2 separate regions of the Mus musculus genome follow, and region 2 is linked to region 1. The links are chromatin contacts, called in public Hi-C maps. All regions are on one chromosome and are shown on one strand. Each heading gives the region's core, a stretch centred on a gene start, on an enhancer-like site or on the middle of the called end of the contact. The rest is flanking DNA. Distances are from core to core; before and after follow the strand shown.

The links. A called contact is a pair of places that touch in the nucleus more often than the background predicts.
Region 2: a Hi-C map of bone marrow-derived macrophages shows a contact between it and region 1, with 26 read pairs. The contact joins two enhancer-like sites. A contact is called at or near these places in 14 of 39 promoter capture datasets (the 3T3-L1 cell line, the C10 cell line, the HPC-7 cell line and 10 more), 2 of 484 Hi-C or Micro-C datasets (B cells and bone marrow-derived macrophages), 6 of 115 datasets of contacts at active chromatin or transcription factors (the 230-238 cell line, astrocytes, bone marrow-derived macrophages and 3 more) and 3 of 9 other capture datasets (adipose tissue, liver and pancreatic islet).

Annotation. Positions count from the first base shown.
Region 1 is chr11:93,938,394-93,943,449 of GRCm38.p6, reverse strand. All of the region lies in intron 15 of Mbtd1 (mbt domain containing 1), which reads right to left. Among named protein-coding and RNA genes, the nearest start is that of Nme2, 15 kb to the left of the region's middle. Within about 2 kb of position 2,324, at least 80 of the 459 cell types and tissues checked have an H3K27ac peak or open chromatin away from gene starts, as enhancers often do. A contact at or near this core is called in bone marrow-derived macrophages, where this site is marked.
Region 2 is chr11:94,117,445-94,122,314 of GRCm38.p6, reverse strand. All of the region lies in intron 28 of Spag9 (sperm associated antigen 9), which reads right to left. Among named protein-coding and RNA genes, the nearest start is that of B230206L02Rik, 14 kb to the left of the region's middle. Within about 2 kb of position 3,479, at least 30 of the 459 cell types and tissues checked have an H3K27ac peak or open chromatin away from gene starts, as enhancers often do. A contact at or near this core is called in bone marrow-derived macrophages, where this site is marked.

The DNA.
Region 1 (5,056 bases), core at 1,075-3,574:
AGGAATGCTAAGAAAAGGAACAAAGCTGCATACTGCAGAGTGGATGATCTCCAATGGAAAGCTCAAGTGACAGTGTTCATCAATTCCACTAAAATAATTGGAATTTTTCTTGGGATTAAATATTCACTTTTATGTCAATGCCTATAGAAACAAACATATTTCTTGTACATTTTGAGGCATAATACTCAACATGACAGAGTCTGCCTATTTAGCCCAACATGGCCTTGAATTTGTGATCTTCCTACTCCAGAGTATATCCAGAGGGCCAGGATTGTAGTGAATATATAGCTCCTCCATGGTGTGTGTGTATACATATATATGTATGTATATGTGTGTATGCATGTATGTGTATACACACACACACACACACACACACACACAAAATGTAGTTTAGTACTATCTTATGGTTTGAGACATCCAAGGTCCAAGGTGGGGCTTTGATTTGGTTTTTTTTTTTTTTTTTTTTTTTTTGTTTTGTTTGTTTTTTCCAGACAGGGTTTCTCAGTGTAGCCCTGGCTGGCCTCAAACTCAGAAATCTGCCTGCCTCTGCCTCCCGAGTGCTGGGATTAAAGGAGTGCACCACCATGTCCGGCTTAAGGTGGGGCTTTGAAACATACATTTGGATGACTGTTTTAGACTATATAATTTGCATGAAGAAGGACTGCATATGAAATATAAAACTAATTATATCCCAAACTCCTGAAATAATCACCTTATTTCCCTCTTTTCCTTTGCCCCTCACTCCTTGCGCTAGAATTGGACCCTAGGCCTTAGGCACACTAGGCAAATGTCCTACCCCATGAGCTCTCACTCCCAGCACCACTTTTAAAGTCTAAGACAGGGGCTTTGCCAGGCTTCCCAAAACTGGCAAAATTTTCATCTTCCAGTCTAGCCTTACAAGTGCTAGGATTATAGAGTGGGAAATCATGGCCAGCATTATTATTTATTTTTTTATGGTATTGGAGACTGAATTTAGTTTTGCCTATGCTAGGTTAGCACTCCACTGGTGGGCTACACTTCCAGCCTCTGTACACTGATTTCAGTTATGAAGATTTCCTCAAAAATTACTGGCTCATCTCCCAGTACAAGCATGTTAGGTCATACCTATAGTCCCAGTATTTTAGAGGCTGAAGTAAGAGGATCTTGAATTTGAAGCCAGTGTAGATTATATACTACATAACAAGATTAACAAATACCCAGAAAACCCAGCAGTAGGATATCTTTTTCATTTTTACCTATTTATCTGTATTTTTGAGATGGGGGTCTCACTTTGTAGCTCTGGCTGGTCTGGAACTTGTTATTTAGATAGACTAAGCTAGCCTTGAACTCAAAAAGACTTGACTACTGAATATTCAGCTAACACTTGACACCTTATTTACAAATTTTAATGAATAATCTTTTGAGAGATGACAATTCATCTTACTTTGGTTCCTGTTTTGGCATTTATGTTGAAAAACTCAATAGCCCATAGACAAAAAAGTGAATATACTATGTATAGTAAGAGCAGAAGAAAGAACATACTGTTGAAAGGCAAAGCACATGCAACTGTATAGTTCTTCCTTTGCCTAACAAACAGTGGCAAATATGCATATAGCTATCCTTCAGATCTAACCAAGATGCAGTAAATATTAGGGACATTTTAGCACTTATCACAAGGATAAACATGGAAACAAAACCCACATTTCATTAAAGGTGCAGTACCCACAATAAAAGGTTGAATGTTATCTTGTTCTATGATGATTAGATGGCTAAATGAATGGGAAGTACCATGCTTCAAGATCAAAGATGTTTCACTCAAAAGGATGTTTTTATGTAAGGAAGATAACCAAGGTTCTGAAACACATCCTAAAGCTGTATCCATTTGTACTCAAAACAAGTATCTTGAGAAGAGTCATGTTAAAATATGAAAATGATGTACTGAAAAATCACTCAAGAAAAAGGTGAAACATTCACGCAGGTATGGAACGTTTTAATGTAAACTTACTAAAATAAAGCCTGTCTGCTATCATCCCCCTTTCCTAGCCTTTATTCTCGAACAGTGACGGATGAATGCAATAGATCAAGCAGCTCAATGTCACATTCTACACCAATGTACTTTCTAGGCTCTGCTTTTAAAATCAACCACCTAAGTGACACTAATCATGAAAATGTCTCAAGAGAAGCAAATGAAAGTGACATCTTTGCAGGTATAAAATCAACAATAATAAATTTGCCAAACAACCAGTCTAACAGTGGCTTTCAGGCATGAAGGCAGCAGTGCAGTTCCCACAGAGCTTCACTAAGCAGATCATACCACGGCCCACAAGACACACCCCAGAGCAAGAAGACATGACAGGCACTAGAGGAATGAGGAAGTTGGAAGTCATGAGGTTTGCCGTCTTCTCACAAGTCTAGCTAAGTTTGACATGAATCAGAACCTCTAACAAAGTAAGGATATTCATATTCAGGTAAAGTACTATTTCATAAACAGTGTGTATTAAAAAGAGAAAACTTAACAATGACCTGGAATGCTCTTAGTCCTTAGAGGTTGATCATTAAAGAGTAGCTAACACTGTTGGCTTTGTTCAGTCAGTCTCTCAGGAGACAGCTTGAATTCCCAATCTTCCTGCTGGGGTGAATGGGTCTCACCACCATGCCTGAACACAGCAGATGAAATTTGGGATTTGTAATCCTAATCTGCCTTTCATGGAAAATGAAACATGGAACTTTCCCTTGATGTATGGTCATCAGAAACACGGCCTGATGGAAAGCTCAAGATGACTGCACACATTATCAGAGCTGTGAGAGGTAAGATGACTGCACACATTATCAGAGCTGTGAGAGGTAAGAAGTTAAAAAAAAAGGGGGGGGGGGGAGCTGATAATGTCAGGTACAAACATCCTGGTAAACAGTAGCAGGAAACAACAAAGTCCTAAATTCCACTTAAGTTTTTAAACTACAAAGTCATTTAGGAAATGCTGACATCTAGAACAAGTCAGTTGAAAAACAATCATTAAACTGTGGTAGGATACATGCTAATCAAACCAGCACTCTGGATTTGAAGCTACAAGATCAGGACTCTCATCTAAAGTCAGCTTTGTTTTTAGCAATTACAACAGGGAAAATTTTGAGCAGTCTTCCTTCACTTGCCTAACCAACTAAACACCAAGAAATGTCAGGTAATCACCATGCATATTGAAACATGGAATTATGGAAATAAATTTAATACCATGATCGGTAAGTAATGTATTTTTAAATCTGTGATGATGTTCAAGCTTAGTTTATGGTAAATGCTACCACTAAAATAAAAATTATTTGAACTCAATACACGTTTTCCATGAATGACCCACTATGGAATGTTATGAACAAAGTCTCACTTTTAGGTCTAATTATCAGCATCTCTCTCTCTCTCTCTCCCTCAAGTCAAGTCCATAGACATCTACAATGTAGTATGTTCAACCATTCTAACCAAAGCATCAAATATTGGAAGTTGCCTCATAATTCCAAAAAACTAAAATGATGGCTTTCACTGATGCTCCATATCAACTCAATTCTTCCCTGATGGCTCATCTTAGTGAAATGGCTGCCGAGAACCAGTGGAAATGGATATTTTTAGTTAAAAAAAAAAAAAGAAAAAGAAAAAGGAGGATTTGGATGAGTGGGCCCCTGTCCCGCCAGCCCATGCTTTGTCTCCCACCACCCTGCCCAGCACCTGACCCATACTCTATAGTACCTGTGATGCTGCTGTGACTAGTTACCTGTTTTGAGGCTGGGCCTGAACTCTCGGCTAGTGCTGGGAGGTGGGAAGGCCTCCAGGGCTGTCTGTGCTGGCAGGGTTCGATATGGAGGAGGAGTCAACTCTTCGTCCCCAGAGAAGCTCCTCCGCACCCCGCCTGTCATGGGCAGGCTCGACAAACTGACAGGCTTCTTCCCAACTGGCATCTTCCTCTCTAAACATCAAGTCAGACTGAAGTGAGCTTTGACTTACGTGTGTGCTAAGAAAGTGCATTGTATTACTAGGGAGGCTAGGTTGTATAGGACGCTGCAAAGAACTGACTGTGCAAGGCTTAACTTCTGCAAATATGTGTGTGTGCGCACCCATGCATGCACAGCATACGAACATGCTATGGGGCAGGAAGAGGGGAGGTTGCTCAAGTCTCTCAGGCCTGATAATTCTGGTCTTGACGCTCAAGTTTAAAAAGAATGAGGTAAAGTAAACTAGAGAGTAGTTAGGGTAGAGAAATGGTTGCTGTCCTTCAAGAAAACTCACCTTAAATATTGGGTGAAAAGTCTTTTTTTTAATTTTTAATTTTATTTTTTAATTTTTTTGTAGTAGTGCCAGGGACCAGCAGGCTCTTATGCACACTTGGCAAGTGCTATAGTGATCTATACACCAATCTCAAGAGAACATTTATGAACATGACTTTTAATAAAGACAGCATTTCCCTGGCTATAGAAGCCTAATTATGGCCCTTCAGTGGGAGAAGTCAAACAAAAATAGCTTCAATGTATTAACGAATGGCACATTTCACCATTCTACAGCGTGCCCCCTAAGCTGAGCAGTGCACTACAGCATTTGTAATTCTGACCCAGAAACGCACTTCTAAAACCCAAAGCTCAGTATGTATTGCTTACAAAGTTCTTAAGCTCAGATATTAGGAGAGGGTTTCAGGTAGCTGATTTTTTAAAAAAGATTAATTTATTTTTATGTATACGAGTACACTGTCGCTGTCCTCAGACACAGCTGAAGAGGGAATCAGATCCCATAAAGGTGCTTGTGAGTCATCATGTGGTTGCTGGACTTAGGACCTCTAGAAGAGCAGTCAGTGCTCTTAACCGCTGAACCATCTGTCCAGCCCCCTGTCCAGGCTGATTTTAAACTCACTACATAGACCAGGCTGGACTTGAACTCCTGCCCATCCTGTCCTCATCTCCCTAATGCTGGAATCACAAGTGTGTACCACTATGCTCAGCTTGCTTTGTTTTCAAGACAAGGCCTCACACAGACAAGGCTGCCTTCCAACTCACTAGGAAGCTGAGGATGATCTCGGGGTTCTGATCCTCCCGTCTCTCCCTC
Region 2 (4,870 bases), core at 2,230-4,729, 180 kb before region 1:
TTAGGGTTTTATTTTATTGCTGTGAAGAGACATCATGACCATGGAAATTCTTATAAAGGCAAACATTTAGTTGGGATTAGCTTACAGTTCAGAGGTTTAGTCCGTTATCATGATGACAGGAAGCATGGTGCATACAAGCAGACATAACGCTAGAGGAGCTGAGAGTCCTACATCTTGATACGAAAGCAACCAGGAGGAGACCGGATTCTACACTGGCTACTCTGAGCATATGAGACCTCAAAGTCCCACCTCCACAGTGACACACTTCCTCTAACAAGGCCTCACCTACTCCAACAATGCCACACCTCTTAGTAGTGCCACTCTCTATGGCCAAGCAGTCAAACAAATGAATCTGTGGGGACCACAACGTTCACTGGTAACAGGAATGGGAGATGAAAAGAGCAAATATACTCAGTTATGTGTTTGGCCAAAACAAACATTCTACTCGTTTATTTCAATTTAAGAAAACACAAATATGGAGCATATTAAATAAGGCCCACTGCAGATGTCACGTCTGTCTCCTCAGATGAAGTGACAAGTAGGAGCAGACTCAAGCTGTGCGACTACATGGCCTGGGTGGAGCCCAGAGAATGTCCTTCTCTGTTCTAACTACCCCAGGCCCGGAAGCTTCGCCTCTATACAATCGAATCTTCTCCAAGCCCGAGCCTTGAAGGCTTCGCTTCCAGCCTCCACCTGCTAACCTAGGCCTCCTAGAACGTTTCAGCCTCTGAAACTTACTATGAAATAAACTCATTCTTTCTCGCTCTTTCTGAACTCTGGCTGGCTGATTCAATTCTGCTGTTCTGGGTCAAACTCCTCCCCACGCTGACTGACTCAAATTAGCTTCTCTCAGCTTCTGACTGAATCATTCTGCTTGGAAAGACTGCCCCTGAACTCTACCATCTGAACTGTTCCAAACTAAACTGAATTCAATTGACACTCTCCTCCTCTCTCTCTCTCTCTAGCCTCTCTTTGCTGACTGTTTTGAGAGTTGGGCATAGCCTATCTCTGAATCATTCTATCAGACCTTTCTCTGATTCATCACTGCCTGCCCAGCAATTTGACATCACTGTTAGGATTAAAGGTGTGTATTAAGTGCTTGTCTGTAAGCCAGCCAGATGGACTGAAAGTGTATATTCCAGCCGGATATCTTTGGATGTGATCCCTTGTCAGAGCAGCCACATTGCTGGATTAAAATTTCTCTCTAGCCCAAGAAATCCTGCTGATTCTTGGTGACCTGGGGTAAATTCTCCAACTGAGACAATGAGTACTGGACAGGTACTGCCGCTCCTCTCCACAAGCTCGAAGCAGTCAGCTCTGCTGGGCAGAGCAAGGTTATTCTGGTACAATCTAGCTGACAACTTGTTTAGTGGGATGAATTCTTCAGCAGAATCCTAAAAATGTGCACACTAAGAAACAAAGATATTCTACTGATGCACTGGAATTTCGAGTTTAGCACAAGAAAATGACACCATTGACTAAAAATAGAGGAACAGAAGCAATAGAGTATATGCACTTTTCTCTGCAAACCATTTTCCCCTACATCTTCCTCTCCCACCCCCCATATGCAAAGCTTTTTCATGTTAATGTCAAAATACAGAGTAAGCATGCTCAGGTCAAAAGTCAAGTTCCTCCAACTAAAATATAACCAAACCTTTAAGAAAAAAATAAGTTTGGCTCTTTTTTTGTTTGTTTGTTTGTTTGGTTGGTTTTGGTTTTTCAAGACAAGGTTTCTCTGTTTAACAGCCCTGGCTGTTCTAGAACTCACTTTGTAGACCAGGCTAACCTAGAACTCATACAGATCTGCTTGTCTCTGCCTAGGATCAAAGGTATATACCACCATCGCACAGCTGCATTTTAAAAAAATTATTTATTTATGTATATGAGCACTCTATTTGCATCTATGCCTGCATCAGACAGAAAAGGACAGCAGATCCCATTACAGATGGTTGTGAGTCACTATGTAGTTGCTGGGAGTTGAACTCAGGACCCCTGCAAAAGCAGACAGTGCTCTTAACCACTGAGTTTTCTCTCAAGCCCCCAGCTGTTTTTGTTTTTTAAGGTTTAGTTATTTTTATTTTATGTATATGAGTATTTTTGCCTGAATATCTATGAACCATGTATATGCAGTGCCCAAGAAAGCCAGAAGAAGGTATCAACATCCCATACAATTGGAATAAACCTCTAAGTGTGTACTGGGGATAGAACAGCGTCCTCTGGAAGAACATCTAGGGTTCTTAACCACTAAGCCATAGTTCTAGCTCCAAGTTTGGCTCTTATATTTTAGAAATACAATGATGTTGTAGAGTACACCCTTAATCATGGCACTCAGGCAAAGGTGGGCAAACTTCGGTGGGTTCTAGGCTAGCCTGGTCTAGAGAGTCAATTGCAAGCCAGCAGGGCCACACAACCGGAGACCTTATTTGAAAAAACAACAACAGCAAGCTGCAGTGGTGAAGACTATGCGGCAGAGACAAAGGTTGCTGGTTGCTTGCCTGTTAAGCTATTTTGAAGAGTGTTACTATCTTGTTTCCCAGGATCTCTATATCCTGTAATTCAAGCCACGCCCTTACAAGTATGGGACTTCTGAATACATTATTGCTAAAACATTACAGAAAGTGAATAAGAACACGAACAAGATGAAATTCAAGGTGTTTTTGTTTTTTTTTGAGAGAGCGTTTCACTTTGTACCTCTGGTGTCCTGGAACTCACTACTCAGACCAGGCTCCATCTGTCTCTGCCTCCCAGGGCGGTGAGATTTAAAAACATTTACTACCATGCTTTCTTTTTTAAAACAACATATTCACTATTAAAATTAGCGTCTGCTTAAAAACCAAGTCTATTTTCCAGGCTGAATTCCTAGAGATACTGTTAAACTTGGTTAAGCAATTTTTATGCTATTTGCAGACTCTGCAATGGAAAATATTTGGTGGAGGTGGGAAACTGCAGAGATGCCGACTAGCATATTCTTTAGTATGATTCCAACTGCCACACTGCACTCCAAGAAAAAGCAACCATCACCCTAGCTAAGTAGAGTCCCTACAATTCCTTTCTATAAAACATTCCTGTGCCAGTTTTTAATTACTTAAAATGCTTTAAAACTCTTCTGTTCTTGCTGGCATCCATCTCTAAACCTTACATTAATATATTTCTGTCTCCCAGAAGTAAGACAGAAGCCTTCAACCTTCATGCTCTGGTTTCTTCTGACCACATGTGGTGCACTGCCACCAATAGGACCCTGCATTTTCTACTGTGACAGACTTCCTCAGTGTACTCTCTACAAGCATTTAATAGCTTCTGTTTGACAAGCCATTGATATACTAAGACTTCTGTGTTTAGACTAGTGTGTTTCTTTTTAGCAAGCAAACACTTGTACTTCTTTTCCCTTCCCTGTTTTCTGGCTGCTCCCATTTAGACAGTGCTCTGAGTGAACACATGACTCTCTACTAGCTAAGGACTCCCCATTGTACTACTCTGTCTCCACCATTACCAGCTGACTCAGACATCCTTTTTCCTCACTCATTTCCACATCTCTTGCCCAAACCTAACCACATTGCTCCTCCATTTCAAGTTCTGCAATCCTCCTTTGCTTAAAAGATAAACACAAACTTTACTTGTGGTATTCTGAATGAGAATGCCCCACATAGATTCACAGAAAGTGGCATTACTGGTCTTGTTTAAGGTATTAGATGCTTAAGCCAGCTCCATCAGCTGCTGTCTACTGATCAGAACGCTTGGCTCCTTCTCCAGCAGCAGAAGTCTGTGTGTGCATCATCATGCTCCCACCATGATAATGGACTAAACCTCTGAACAGTAAACCAGCCCCAATTAAATGTTTTCTTTTATAACAGTTGCTGTGGTCATGGTGTCTTGTCACAGCAATGGAAACCCTAACTAAGATACTTGGGGAAATGCTTTCTATTTCTTTTTTCCTTCTTCCTGTCTAAATACACACAAGTATATACAGTATATGAAGGTCTCCCATAACTCATCTCATGGTCCTTTCTAGATAAGAAATGTATATATACTCTTAGCTTTTATCTTTTTAAAAGATTTTCTTTAAGATGGCTTTAATCTTTTAAAATCTTTAGTCAAACTGGGGACATATGATATGCTCAGTGGTAAAATATTTGTCTAACATGTATGACAATACCCAACATTGAAACTGAAATACAAACAAACCTATACAACAAGCAAAAGAGACAGAATCACCTCAGAGGAGCCTTTTTTTTTTAAATCAGGAAGTGCTAACCCTCCACTAAGCCGCTTGCTCCCTAATGAGGCCTTTAGATAACTGCCCTCTGACTTTAGATTACCTGCCTCTGATTTTAGATTACCGGCCTCTGACTTTAGATTACCACCCTCTGACTTTAGATTACCACCCTCTGACTTTAGATTACCGCCCTCTGACTTTAGATTACCGCCCTCTGACTTTAGATTACCGCCCTCTGACTTTAGATTACCGGCCTCTGACTTTAGATTACCGCCCTCTGACTTTAGATTACCGCCCTCTGACTTTAGATTACCGGCCTCTGACTTTAGATTACCGCCCTCTGACTTTAGATTACCGCCCTCTGACTTTAGATTACCGGCCTCTGACTTTAGATTACCGCCCTCTGACTTTAGATTACCGCCCTCTGACTTTAGATTACCGCCCTCTGACTTTAGATTACCGCCCTCTGACTTTAGATTACCGCCTCTGACTTTAGATTACTGCCCTCTGATGCCGACTCTTGTCCAGCATCAGAGGGCAGTAATCTAAAGTTTCTTCTCTACCTTATCTTCCCACCATGGGAAGAGCTATCAACTCTCCACCACGACATTTACAGCAGTGTAGCAACCTTTAACAATCTCAGCTCTGCACTGCTCT